2 separate regions of the Mus musculus genome follow, and region 2 is linked to region 1. A link is a contact called in public HiChIP or PLAC-seq data. All regions are on one chromosome and are shown on one strand. The core of a region is the stretch at or near the end of the contact, and the rest is flanking DNA. Distances in the headings are between cores, read along the strand shown. Region 1 overlaps Gm41208 (a long non-coding RNA gene). Region 2 has its middle 15 kb from the start of Gm35388.

Region 1 (5,601 bases), core at 1,437-3,936:
AAACCGATGCTCAGTGCCCATCTCTCACTGTCTGTGGGGTCATATTTATAGTCCTTCATCAAATGTCCTTTCACATGTCTGCTATATCCAAACATCCTTTCACCAGTGTCTGCTTTAGAAAAACAGTCTTTCATGTGTTTACTTTAGCAAGACATCCTTTCAGCTGTATGCCCCAGCAAAACATTTGACATAATTAACTTTCCAAAGAAACCAGCAATTTCCATATCAAACATTGGTATAGATGAACTGTATCACGGTCACTAATTCTTAGAACTTTGATTAGTCAGAAGCCTCCATATTAATTACTACCTAGTGCAAAAGGTAGTTTCTATGACCCAGCACAAATCTGTGGGGATAAACATAAATTTTAAGAAGGTAATGTAATAACATGACTACTTAGCAGAACACCACCAATTGATTTCTCTTAGGGCCTATCATCTTGAAGTTATGGTATTCTGATCAGGTTCATAGTACCATACATGCAATACCTCCTGTGGAGCAATCCTTGATTTCAACTAGGAAGTGGTTATTGTCTTAGTTTGGATTTTACTGCTGTGAACAGACTCCATGATAAAGGCAACTCTTTCAAAAACATTTAGTGGGGCTGGCTTACAGGTTCAGAGGTTCAGTCCAATATTATCAAGACAGGAGCATGGCAGTGTCCAGGCAGGCAAAGTATAGGAGGAGCTGAGAGTTCTACATCTTCATCTAAAAGAAACAGAAAAAGACTAGCTTCCAGGCAGCTAGGATGAGGGTCTTAAAGCCCATGCTTACAGTGACAGTCCTACTCCAAGGCTAGATCTCCAAATAGTGCCACTCCTTGAGCCAGACATTTTGAAACCACTACAATTACTTCTATAACTGCCATGCCAAACTATATTGAGTGGGTACAACATGCCTGGCAGGTCAATATTGCAGCTTGCAGAGCCCAGTTCTAACTAAAACTATTAAAACGATAGAAGTCTTTTCTTATTTAGCAAGTTATCCAGAACCTTTTTAACTCTAGGAAAGCTAACTAAAAGGGAGAGAGTTTCCTGGTCAGTTTGAGATTGACTTCTCGGTGTTCTACAATTAAAGTGGGTGGTGTCTTCATCAGTAGGCATTCCACCATTAGTTATGTCAAACAACCAAGAGCAATGGCAATGTCCTGTGTTGTTGGGAGTGCTGTGGAGGCCTACCTGACCAATAACTTGTTGGAGGGATGTTGTTTCTGACTCTGAAATCTCCTTAAATAGCCCTGTCTTCTGGAAGCAGTATTGTCCGCCATGCATGTACCAACGAGCAAACTTCCTTGTTTTGTATTATATTTTTAATTATCTTACAAACTAGTGGATTTCCATAAAGTTTCCTATTTTTGACTAATCCATGCTCTATTCATTGCTCTCTCCTATCCCGGCTCCCCTCTCCCTTTAACCTTTAACCCACAGTATCCCCTACCCCTCCAGCTGTTCTTTCATGCCACCTGTGTTCTGCTGTTCCCTCTAATTATGTCTTACTTGGGTTGCAAGATCATAGGTTTCCATAAGTCTTTTTCATTCACCTTTCATTTTTGTTAAGCTTTCCTCTATGCCCTCATACATCTGCCCCTCGCCCTCGATGTATGAACCCCTGTGTTCCTAATTTGCCCTCTTTACTTTCTTTTTCCCTTTATTTTATCCTCTCCTCTCCCTTAGTTCAACCTACATTCTATCGACTGATACGACCCTGCTTTATATGAGGAGTGTAGTAATCTTCAGACTTGAGTATTGGTAGAGTCCTGGAGCTAATTACCCAAGAATATAAAGGGTGATTGTATTTTACTTTTTTTTTGGAAGTTCATTTCTCAAAGGGGCATGGTAGTAACTACATTATTTTGCCATTGTTATTCTCTTCAGACTTCATTGTGTTGAAATGCGTATTTTTTCCTGTTGGATATTTATTTTAATAATTTGGCTGGTAATAAAAACAAACAAATAAAGGGGTCAGGAAGATGATGGCTCAGTGGTTAAGAGCACTTGCTGCTTTTGCAGAGGACCAGGTTAGAAGACTTGAGGTCGGAGTGGGGGATGGCAATCTAAATACTAGAGATCTGTTTGAAGAATATTACCCTGCAGTGAACATATAGCCTGAAAATTTAGTATTATTTTAGGATCAAATCCTAAAGTGAAACAGAATTTACTCTTTTTTAGAAATTATTTTTTAAATTTTGTGTGCTTGCGTGCTTTGCATGTCTGGGTACCTGGTACCCTCAGATTTCAGAAGAGAGTGTCAGCTACTCTGGAGCTGGAGTTGGAGATGGTGTGAGCTGCCATGGGAGTGTTGGAAATTGAACAAGGATGCTCTGGAAGAGCAACCAGAGTTCTCAACTGCTGAGCTATCTCTCCAGCCTCCAGAATTGATTCCCGATTATCTTCCACCTTTGTCTTTTCTCTGCCGGAGAGAGGAAACAGGTTAATTACACTAGATTTACCTATGAGGAATTGGCTTGAAACTTTGACCACAGGTCTGCTCAGTTTCACAAGCTGTGACTCATCTCTACCAGTGCTCAGAGGATGTTAGGTCATCTTGGTCTCCTATGTGCTTTCTTGTTTGAACTGAGAAATATAAAGCCTGCGCCTGGGGATTCTCATTGAGCATAGTTGGCCTGCTCACCAGAGTTGTTGGAGTGTGATAACCAGTTTTATCTGGTTAAACATTTCTGAGTGGACCTGTGAGGGCACTTCTGTAAGAGATGAACATTGACCCCATGGCTCTCAGTCAGGTAGATGGCTCTTTCTAAAGAGGATGGGCAGCCTGAAATTTTCTGCAGGCCTGAAGAGAACCTAAAGGCAAGAGAAGGGAGAATTTTCTCTTCTGCTACTTGAGCTGAGATATTAGACTTCTGTTCCTAGACTGGGACTCATCTTTAAGGACCCTGGCTTTCAGGGCTTCAGACCTGCATTAAAACTGTACTGTTAGAACCAGGGATCTAACTCCAGAGAGCACACACTGAGGTTTCCGGGGCCTTGTAACCCGGAACAAAGAATTGGACCAGTGATGCATGGGTAACAATAGAAATAGAGAGACTATTAAGGAAGAGAATGGCAGGTGCTGTAGAGATGTCTCAGTGGTTAAGGGCACCGACTGCTCTTCCAGAGATCCTGGGTTCAATTCCCAGCAAGCACATGGTGGCTCACAACCATCTATAATGGGATCTGATATTCTCTTCTGGTGTGTCTGAAGACAGCTACAGTGTACAGTGTACTCACATACAGAAAATCAATCAATCAATCATTCATTCAATCGATCAATCAATCAATCAATCTTAAGAAAGAAAGAAGAAAAGGAAGAAATAGAATGTCTCTATGGAGAATGCAAGTAGGCTAGAGAGCTAGAACAGGCCCCAAAGCTCACAACTCTTTTTACCTTTCCCTAATTTGGAGATCATTGATGGCTTTTTTTGTTTGTTTGTTTTTTTCGAGACAGGGTTTCTCTGTATAGCCCTGTCTGTCCTGGAACTCACTTTGTAGACCAGGCTGGCCTCGAACTCAGAAATCCGCCTGCCTCTGCCTCCCGAGTGCTGGGATTAAAGGCGTGCGCCACCACACCCGGCTGAACATGTTCTGTTTTGTTTCAAGTAACTCTGATGGGGAGTGGTTCTCAGTCTCTCTCTGTCAAATGGCTTATAGTTAGCCTTGAAGCCACCCTTTGTGCCTTACCTTCTTGCCACAGTACTACTGCCTCCCAGGGTCTTCTCTTTGCAGACAGACATCACGAGACTTCTCAGCTTCCATAATCACATAACCCAACTCCTTGTTATATGTTTATTTGTATGTGTGGATGTAGACATAGACACAGATGTGGCTTTAGTCTTGGCTGGTTGATTGTGTTCCTCAGGAGAATCCTGGTTAATACACGAAACTCCATTAGTGACATGGGTGGAAAGTTATAGATCTTGGGGCTACAGACATGGTGAAGTGGTTAAGAGCACAGACCGTTCTTGCAGAGGACCTAAGTTAGATTCCTAATACCCATGTCAGTCAACTCACAACTGCCTATTTCTCTAGGACCAGGGGCTCTCCGTGAGTATCTTACTCATGAATGCATACCTGTTCTGTACATACATATTTTTTAAAATAAATTTAAAAAATATAGATCTCCAGTTACAATGTTAGGAGTCAAATTACTTTCTACACAGTTATATATTTCAGATTTCAATATGCTTTGCAATGGTGTCTAATATCTGAGTCCTAGAGCTAAACATAGTATGAAGGCCAACACTCAGGAGTCTGAGGCAGGAACATTCAAAGTTCTAGGCCAGCCTAGCCTGCAGATCGCAAGTCTGTCTCAGACAAACAAAGCACACACAAACAGAGTATAAATCTGAACAAGCCGTGTTCTTGTAAGAAAAGTGTCCTTTGAAGAGAAGTCAAGTGAGTTGACAGCCTGACCCAGCCTTCTGTCACTTTGCAGCTGTGTGACCTCAGTAATGACTGTTTTCCCCTTTGCCCTAGTTTTCTGTTACAGAAGGATGTTAGATCATCGACCTGGGACCTGAAGATGCTACTCACTCTAAGTGATCAGATCTGCAGCCTGGAGAAACCAGGGCGCAGCCTCCCACAGTTCGCTTTGTGAAGTAAAGAACTGGCAATCCCCACTGTTAACACCCAGATCCCAGTCTCTTTCAAATACGTTTTCAGAGATTCTTCTGATAGCTCGGTTTCCCCTCTGTGATGGCTATCTCTCCTCTTCTCTTGCCTTAAGCCATCTCTCCTAATGTTCTTAAGGTGTCCTTTCTGCTTGTTTATCTCAAGCTCAGAAATGCCACGATGTATTGTCTCTTCTTGCACTCTCTCACTTTAAGGTCCAATCATGAGTCCTGTGGTTGCAGGGACTGTCTTTCCTAAGAAAGAATGTTTCTGGAGAGTAAATTCCTGTCTGTTCCTTTCCCAAACCAATGGTTTTAACTTCTTTCTTCCTTCCTTCCTTTCTTTCTTTCTTTCTTTCTTTCTTTCTTTCTTTCTTTCTTTCTTTCTTTCTTTTCTTTCTTTCTTTCTTTCTTAATTTCTTTCTTTCTAAAGATTTATTTACTTATTATATGTAAGTACACTGTAGCTGTCTTCAGATATACCAGAAGAGGGCGTCAGATCTCGTTACGGATGGTTGTGAGCCACCATGTGGTTGCTGGGATTTGAACTCCAGACCTTTGGAAGAGCAGTCGGGTACTCTTACCCACTGAGCCATCTCACCAGCCCTGGTTTTAATTTCTAACAAGGAATAATAATAGTTCCCCTCCACCCCCAGCAAAGAGTTGTTATGAAGACAAAGCATATATTGGCATATAGTGGTAAAATTCTAAAAAACACAAGCTAGTACATACTACCTGACAGTTTGTAAAAAGAAAACAACAGGGTTTTTATTATTCACATTACCTTTTAAATAGCTTTGGGGAGCTTGCCACACAAATGAAGTCATTAGAGAAATTTGACCTAAAGCAAACAGTCATTTTGTGTTTAGAATTCCACCCTTATTTGCTTGTTCTTTGAATTTTGCTGTTTCTACTGTGCCAAAAATAGCTCACACTGGCATTCTCACGAAGCCACAATGATTACACTGACCATAATGTAGTCCTGGTTGGAAGGG
Region 2 (5,601 bases), core at 1,487-3,986, 71 kb before region 1:
CAGCCTGAATAGATTCTTTCCTGGGTTCTATGACCTCCCAAGCCATGGAGTTTTGACCAGGTTTACAGAACTAGATGCAAATTGTCTCCTGGGGATTAGGTCTCAGGTCCCATCAGAATGCAGCTGGTTACCTGCATAGCAGTGGTTATGGTTTGTTAGAGCAGAAAAAAAAATACCGATTAATATCAGCAGCAGAAAAGAGGGAAGGGCCACTACCTTCCAATTCTTTCTTTAGCGAAGAAATGTGGGTGAGGCTTAATTCTCCCCACAACAATGTGTAAACGACATGGAAAGTATTGCCAAGAGGGAAGTTCACCTGAGCCATGGTCTCCAGATTTTCTTTAAAACGATATTTTATTTTTAATTGTGTGTCTATGTGTGAGTATGTGCACATGAGTACAGCACCCCTGGAAGCCATAAGAGGACATCACATCTCATGGAGCTGGAGTTACAAGTGGTTGTGTGCTGACTAATGTGGGTGCTGGGAACTGAACTTGGGTCCTCTGTATGAGCAGTAAGTGCTTGTAACCACTGAACCATTTCTCTAGCACACAGATCTTGTTTTTAAGGTAGGGAGTGTTCGGACATGGCACACTGCTAATATGATTGCCCTTACTCAGCCCCTGCAGACACCATGGTTAACCTCATGGTCCAAGGCTCTAAGAATCAATCCCAGTCTTAGCATCAAGTATCTGTGGGCCCTAGGCTCCCGGGGAAACAGACACTTTTCAGGCACAGTATACCAAAATTGTATTGTTAGCTCCCAGGAGCAGAAAAGGGCCATACATTTTTTTTCTGAGCTGTCCAGGGCTTGACAACCCAGACTTACTGAGTTACTTCCTACTGTATAGCACTCCGTAACATTCTCACAGTTAAAGAGGATTTTGACATTATGGGTGGGTGCAGCATACAACTCCTAAACACTATCCTTCTATCCTTATAAATGCAATGTGTTCCTGGAAGCTCTGATGCAGGGTGTGACAATTCTCAGGACTGCTTCAACTTAGAGTAACAGTGCATTAGGACAGCCACCCACATACTTTCCTAGGAAGGTTATAATGGGGCATCTATGAGAGAGACTTTTACATTCCATTTGAATCTAGGTCAATTAAGGGAAACCAGACTTTTCTCTCAGGGAAAGATGACATGGGAAGAAGCACTTGTCCCCAGGCCAGTGACACTCCAGAGTGGCTTGTCCTACTCTCCTGGGAGAACCAGGGGAGGCTATGTGTACTTAGAATGTTGCACTCAGAGCGGAGTCTGAGTTCTGGGTTTCCCACCTTCTTAGTGGCTACAGTGGGTTGTATGGCCCCATGACATGCCCGAGTCCTTATCCTAAGAATATGACCTTATTAGGTAAATAGGGTCTTTGGAGATGTAAGGAGGTTGTGGGGTCAGACGGTTGTCCTCATTCGTTTTCTCTTGATGTGGTAAAACACTGAACAAAATCAGCTTAGGCGTGGAAAGGAATTGTTTCATTTTACAAACTAAGCCATACTCCATCTCCGAGGGCAGGAGCCTGGAGGCAGGAACTGAAACACAGACCACAGAGGGGTGCTGCCTACTGGCTTGCTCTACATAGCTTGCACAGCCTGCTTTCTTATAGAACCCAGGACCACCAGCCCAGGGACAGCACCACTGACATCCATCATTAATCAAGAAAAGAAATAACCCATGGACATGCTCACAGGCCAATCTTATGGAGGGAGTTTTAAAATTGAGGTTCTTCTTCCCAAATGACACTAGCTATGTTGACAAAAAACAATCAACACAGATGTGACTAGCTTAGAGTTTTTTTTCTTTCTTTCTTTCTTTCTTTCTTTCTTTCTTTTTTTTTTTTTGCTATAAACTCAATGAGTAGTATCTTAATAAGCTAATAGAAGGCTGTGCTATACAGCAAGGTTGAGATTGGAACACAGGACACTGGGGATTGCTGGCTAGTGACTAGGAGAGATGCAAGGAGGGACTCTTTCAGGAGCTCCCAGAAACTTCCAGTCCTTGTAATGCATGGAAGACATTCGGTAAATATTTGTTAAATGAATGAGTGAAAGTGAATGAATGATTCTGTTGAGACAAAACTTTGATGCTAGGATCCAGGCTTTTGGAAACCAGGATCAGGTTTCCAGAATGGCAAGAGGATGAGCCTCTGTCTCTTTAAGCCAGGTTTGTGGGAATTTACCCTGGTAGACACAGTGACCTAGTTTCACTTTCTGAAAATAAGTTTTTGATAGTTTTCTTATCTATATCTTTGTGACACTCATCTCTTGAGTGAATGAAATGAGATACTGTGTATAGAAGAGTAAGAGGCCTTCTCACTTGCAATTTCTGTCTCTTTAGTTTTCTTTTATGTATGTATGTACATATGTACGTATGCATGCATGCATGCAGGTGTGTGTGTGTGTGTGCATGTACATGCATATGTGCACACTCATGTACATGCCCGTGTGCTTGCCCACACAGGTGACTGAAGAAGCCAGAGTTTGATGATGTTTGGGCATTTTTCTCAATTGCTTCTATACCTGACAAAGAGATGGGGGTCTCTCACTGAACCTGGAGCTCACTGTTTTGACGAGACTGGCTGGCCAGTGAGCCCCTGGAACCTGCCTGTGCTGGGGTGCGCTGCTGTTGTCAGCTTTTACGTGGACAATGGCAATCCAAACTCAGATCCTAACCACTGAGCCACCTCCAACCTCCCCTCTAGACATTTTCAAGTGGGTTCTTACTTCTTCTAGAGACTCCAGGATGTGGTTTGTATTTCACCGATGTTATAGCCACAAACTTACTGGAAGGTGCCCTGCAGAGAAATGAATTATGATTTCATTGCAAAGTCAAAAAAAGAAAAGAGAAAGCCGTGTGGGGGCAAATGTCAGCACCCAGGTTCTGCTTTAAGAAATACATGTGCCTCTGCAGTAAGGGTAGACACTGCCAAGTGACTTCATTGGTATCTAGAAAGCTAAGTCCCTATGATAAGATTGAACCAACCTGTGAATAGATAGTGGTGGTGCAGTATGTGATGGTGAACTCGATCTGGCTTTTATTTCCTCTGGGTCTTCTTATGTTTGTGTGGTGCAATCACACAGATTTCCAGAGGCTACTGAGAGGCAAGGAAGGGAGGTCAGTAGTTACAAATAGTTACAAATTGTAACACATAGTTACAAACTGAGAGAAGATTGTTGCCTGCGGAAGGCAGAAATGTATCACTCATTGTTGTAACACTGTTACTCCATAAGGTCACCACATTGCTACATCATTACTTATCCACAAGACTGGAAGGGCAGCTCCTGGCTCAGTGTGTGTGGCCCCAGACCATTTGTTTCTGTCAATACACACACACACACACACACACACACACACACACACACACACACACACACACACACGCACACACGCACACGCACACATTCATATAACACATATGAGAGAAATCTGCAACCTACTCCTTCAGGATATTCAAATCCTTTAGTGATTGCAAAGAAGAGGAGAAATAATTTATCAGGCACTTGGGCTGTGCCAAGGGCAGTGTCAGCTGAATTTATATACCTTTTCTAATTTAAGCCCCATCTAATTGACTTGGGAAAATCCCAACTTAAATTGGATTTGGGGGAATATGGCCTGGAAATAAATTGACCATGGAATTAAAACTTCAGAAGCCATGGGGAGGAGAATTGTTTTCCCCTAAAAGATGCCTGTTGTTAAGAATCCACTTTTACCTGGACAGAACCCTTTCCATTCATTCTCATCTATCCAGTCAACAGATATTTACTGTGTGCCTTCTATTGGCTCTCTTTAATGGTCAAAGAAAGGAATTTCTACTTCGTACAGGTTATGTTTCAGCTTTGTGGAAATAACTAAATGATCAATGAGCCGCTTGTTCTATGACTGGGCATTAATGTGTGTGAAAACTAGAGCCCAATAAAGAACTTTGGTAGTGAAAAGAGTGGTTGATTGTGACTTTAGGAAGCTCATCAAAGTATTCCTCACCCAGAAGGTGACAGGGAACAAAGCCTGAAGAAGCTGAGAGGAGTCACATGACTAGCAGAGGCGGAGCCTTCCAGATAGAGGCAAAGATTCACTGTAGGAGACTGCTTTGCTTGCTCGAGGAACAGCAAGGAGATGGGGGTTACTGCCATGAAACAGGTGAGGGGAAAACAGAAGGAGATCAAGGGCAGTTTATTAGCACCTGGAAAGACTTTGATATAGGTAGGCTTGGTGGTATTTAGATTATAAAGACCAGAGTTACATTTTAAATAGATTGCTCTTCTGAGGCCACGGTTGCTTGCTTGGTAGAGGGCTTGTCTAGTAAAAAGCCCTGGATTTGAATATTAGCATTGCATTAACTGGGCAGGGCAGTGTATGCCTGTAATGGCAGCACTTGAGAGGTGGAAATAAGAAAATCAATAATAGCCCAAGGCCACCCTAAGCTACATAGAGTTTGAGATAGTCTGAGATAGGTGAAACTTGTCTAGAGAAAAAAAGATTATTCTTGGTTTGATGATGTAGATTATAGAAAGGTATCATAATTGTCTATAGCTATTGTAACATGATCACAAATAAGGAGCTTAAAACATTAGAAATGTGTTCTCTATTCTGGGGTTATAATTTTTAAAATCTATATGTTAGTAGAGCTATGCTCTTTCTGAAGACTCTGGGAGAGACTCCACTGGCCACTTTCAGCTTCTGGCTTTCCCTGGTTTGTGGCTAGATAAGTCCATCCCTACATAGTCTTTCTCCAATGTCTCTAGCTCTCTTCCTCTAGGTAAAGGCATCAGGCATTGGCTAGAGAGGTTTGTGTTTCAGTTAGCCATCTCATTTTGATTATAACCACACTCTATTCTCAAATGAGATGTCATTTTCTAGGTCTTCAACATGTATTTCGGGGGAACACATTCCAGCTCAGAAAAAGGGGCAACTGTAGAAGCAGGGATGTCAGATGAGAAAGATTGGAGCTGAAGAGTAATGAGATGTAGTTTAGCTCTGTGTGTGTTTCCAGATCTGTATCAGTAACAGCTTCCATCAGATTGTGCGGATGAGATAAAGGGAGACATCAAAGACATCTCAATGCGGTTCACCGGGGCATTTGAAGGTTACAGATGCCATTGATTGGGGAAGGTTGCAGAAAGAGCATGCCCAGGAGTTATTTAGGGGTTTGATTTTGAAGACGTTTCAGACATTTTTTTTAAAAGATACTCACATGGCGATGTCAAGTGTGACATCTCAAGGGAGAGGTCTGGGCTACCGGTGTTATGTCACTGGTTATATCCAGGTGGGGAAGATATTTTCACCCTTGGGAAAAACTAACTTCCAAGAAATGAGTGCAGGGAAGGAGGAAAATACATATACATACATATAATCAGTCTGTTTGCCCCCAGGCAGGCAGATTGAGGTCTTACTGATATAGGATAGAAATAAGAAAGGAAAAAGAAGGGTGATAAAGGGGAGACATGGTCTTGTTTTTTCTCCTCCTCCTCCTCTTCTTCTTCTTCTCCCTTTTCTTCTTCTTCTTCTTCCTTCTTCTTTTTCTTCTTCTTCTTCTTCTTCTTCTTCTTCTTCTTCTTCTTCTTCTTCTTCTTCCTTCTTCTTTTTCTTCTTCTTCTTCTTCTT

Evidence for each region. HiChIP or PLAC-seq counts read pairs in DNA pulled down with a chosen protein or histone mark.
Region 2: a BATF HiChIP or PLAC-seq map of CD8 T cells shows a contact between it and region 1, with 17 read pairs. The contact joins two enhancer-like sites. A contact is called at or near these places in 1 of 15 datasets of contacts at CTCF or cohesin (CD8 T cells), 46 of 484 Hi-C or Micro-C datasets (B cells, the BV-2 cell line, the Ba/F3 cell line and 27 more) and 6 of 115 datasets of contacts at active chromatin or transcription factors (CD8 T cells, Th17 cells, bone marrow-derived dendritic cells and 3 more).

Annotation. Positions count from the first base shown.
Region 1 is chr14:73,014,441-73,020,041 of GRCm38.p6, reverse strand. Gm41208 (a long non-coding RNA gene) reads right to left here. Exons shown (of 3, transcript XR_874818.2): 1 at 5,577-5,601; 2 at 3,678-3,862; 3 at 674-708. Among named protein-coding and RNA genes, the nearest start is that of Gm41208, 2.9 kb to the right of the region's middle. Within about 2 kb of position 2,686, at least 13 of the 459 cell types and tissues checked have an H3K27ac peak or open chromatin away from gene starts, as enhancers often do. A contact at or near this core is called in CD8 T cells and Th17 cells, where this site is marked.
Region 2 is chr14:73,085,051-73,090,651 of GRCm38.p6, reverse strand. No RefSeq gene overlaps it. Among named protein-coding and RNA genes, the nearest start is that of Gm35388, 15 kb to the left of the region's middle. Within about 2 kb of position 2,736, at least 35 of the 459 cell types and tissues checked have an H3K27ac peak or open chromatin away from gene starts, as enhancers often do. A contact at or near this core is called in CD8 T cells and Th17 cells, where this site is marked.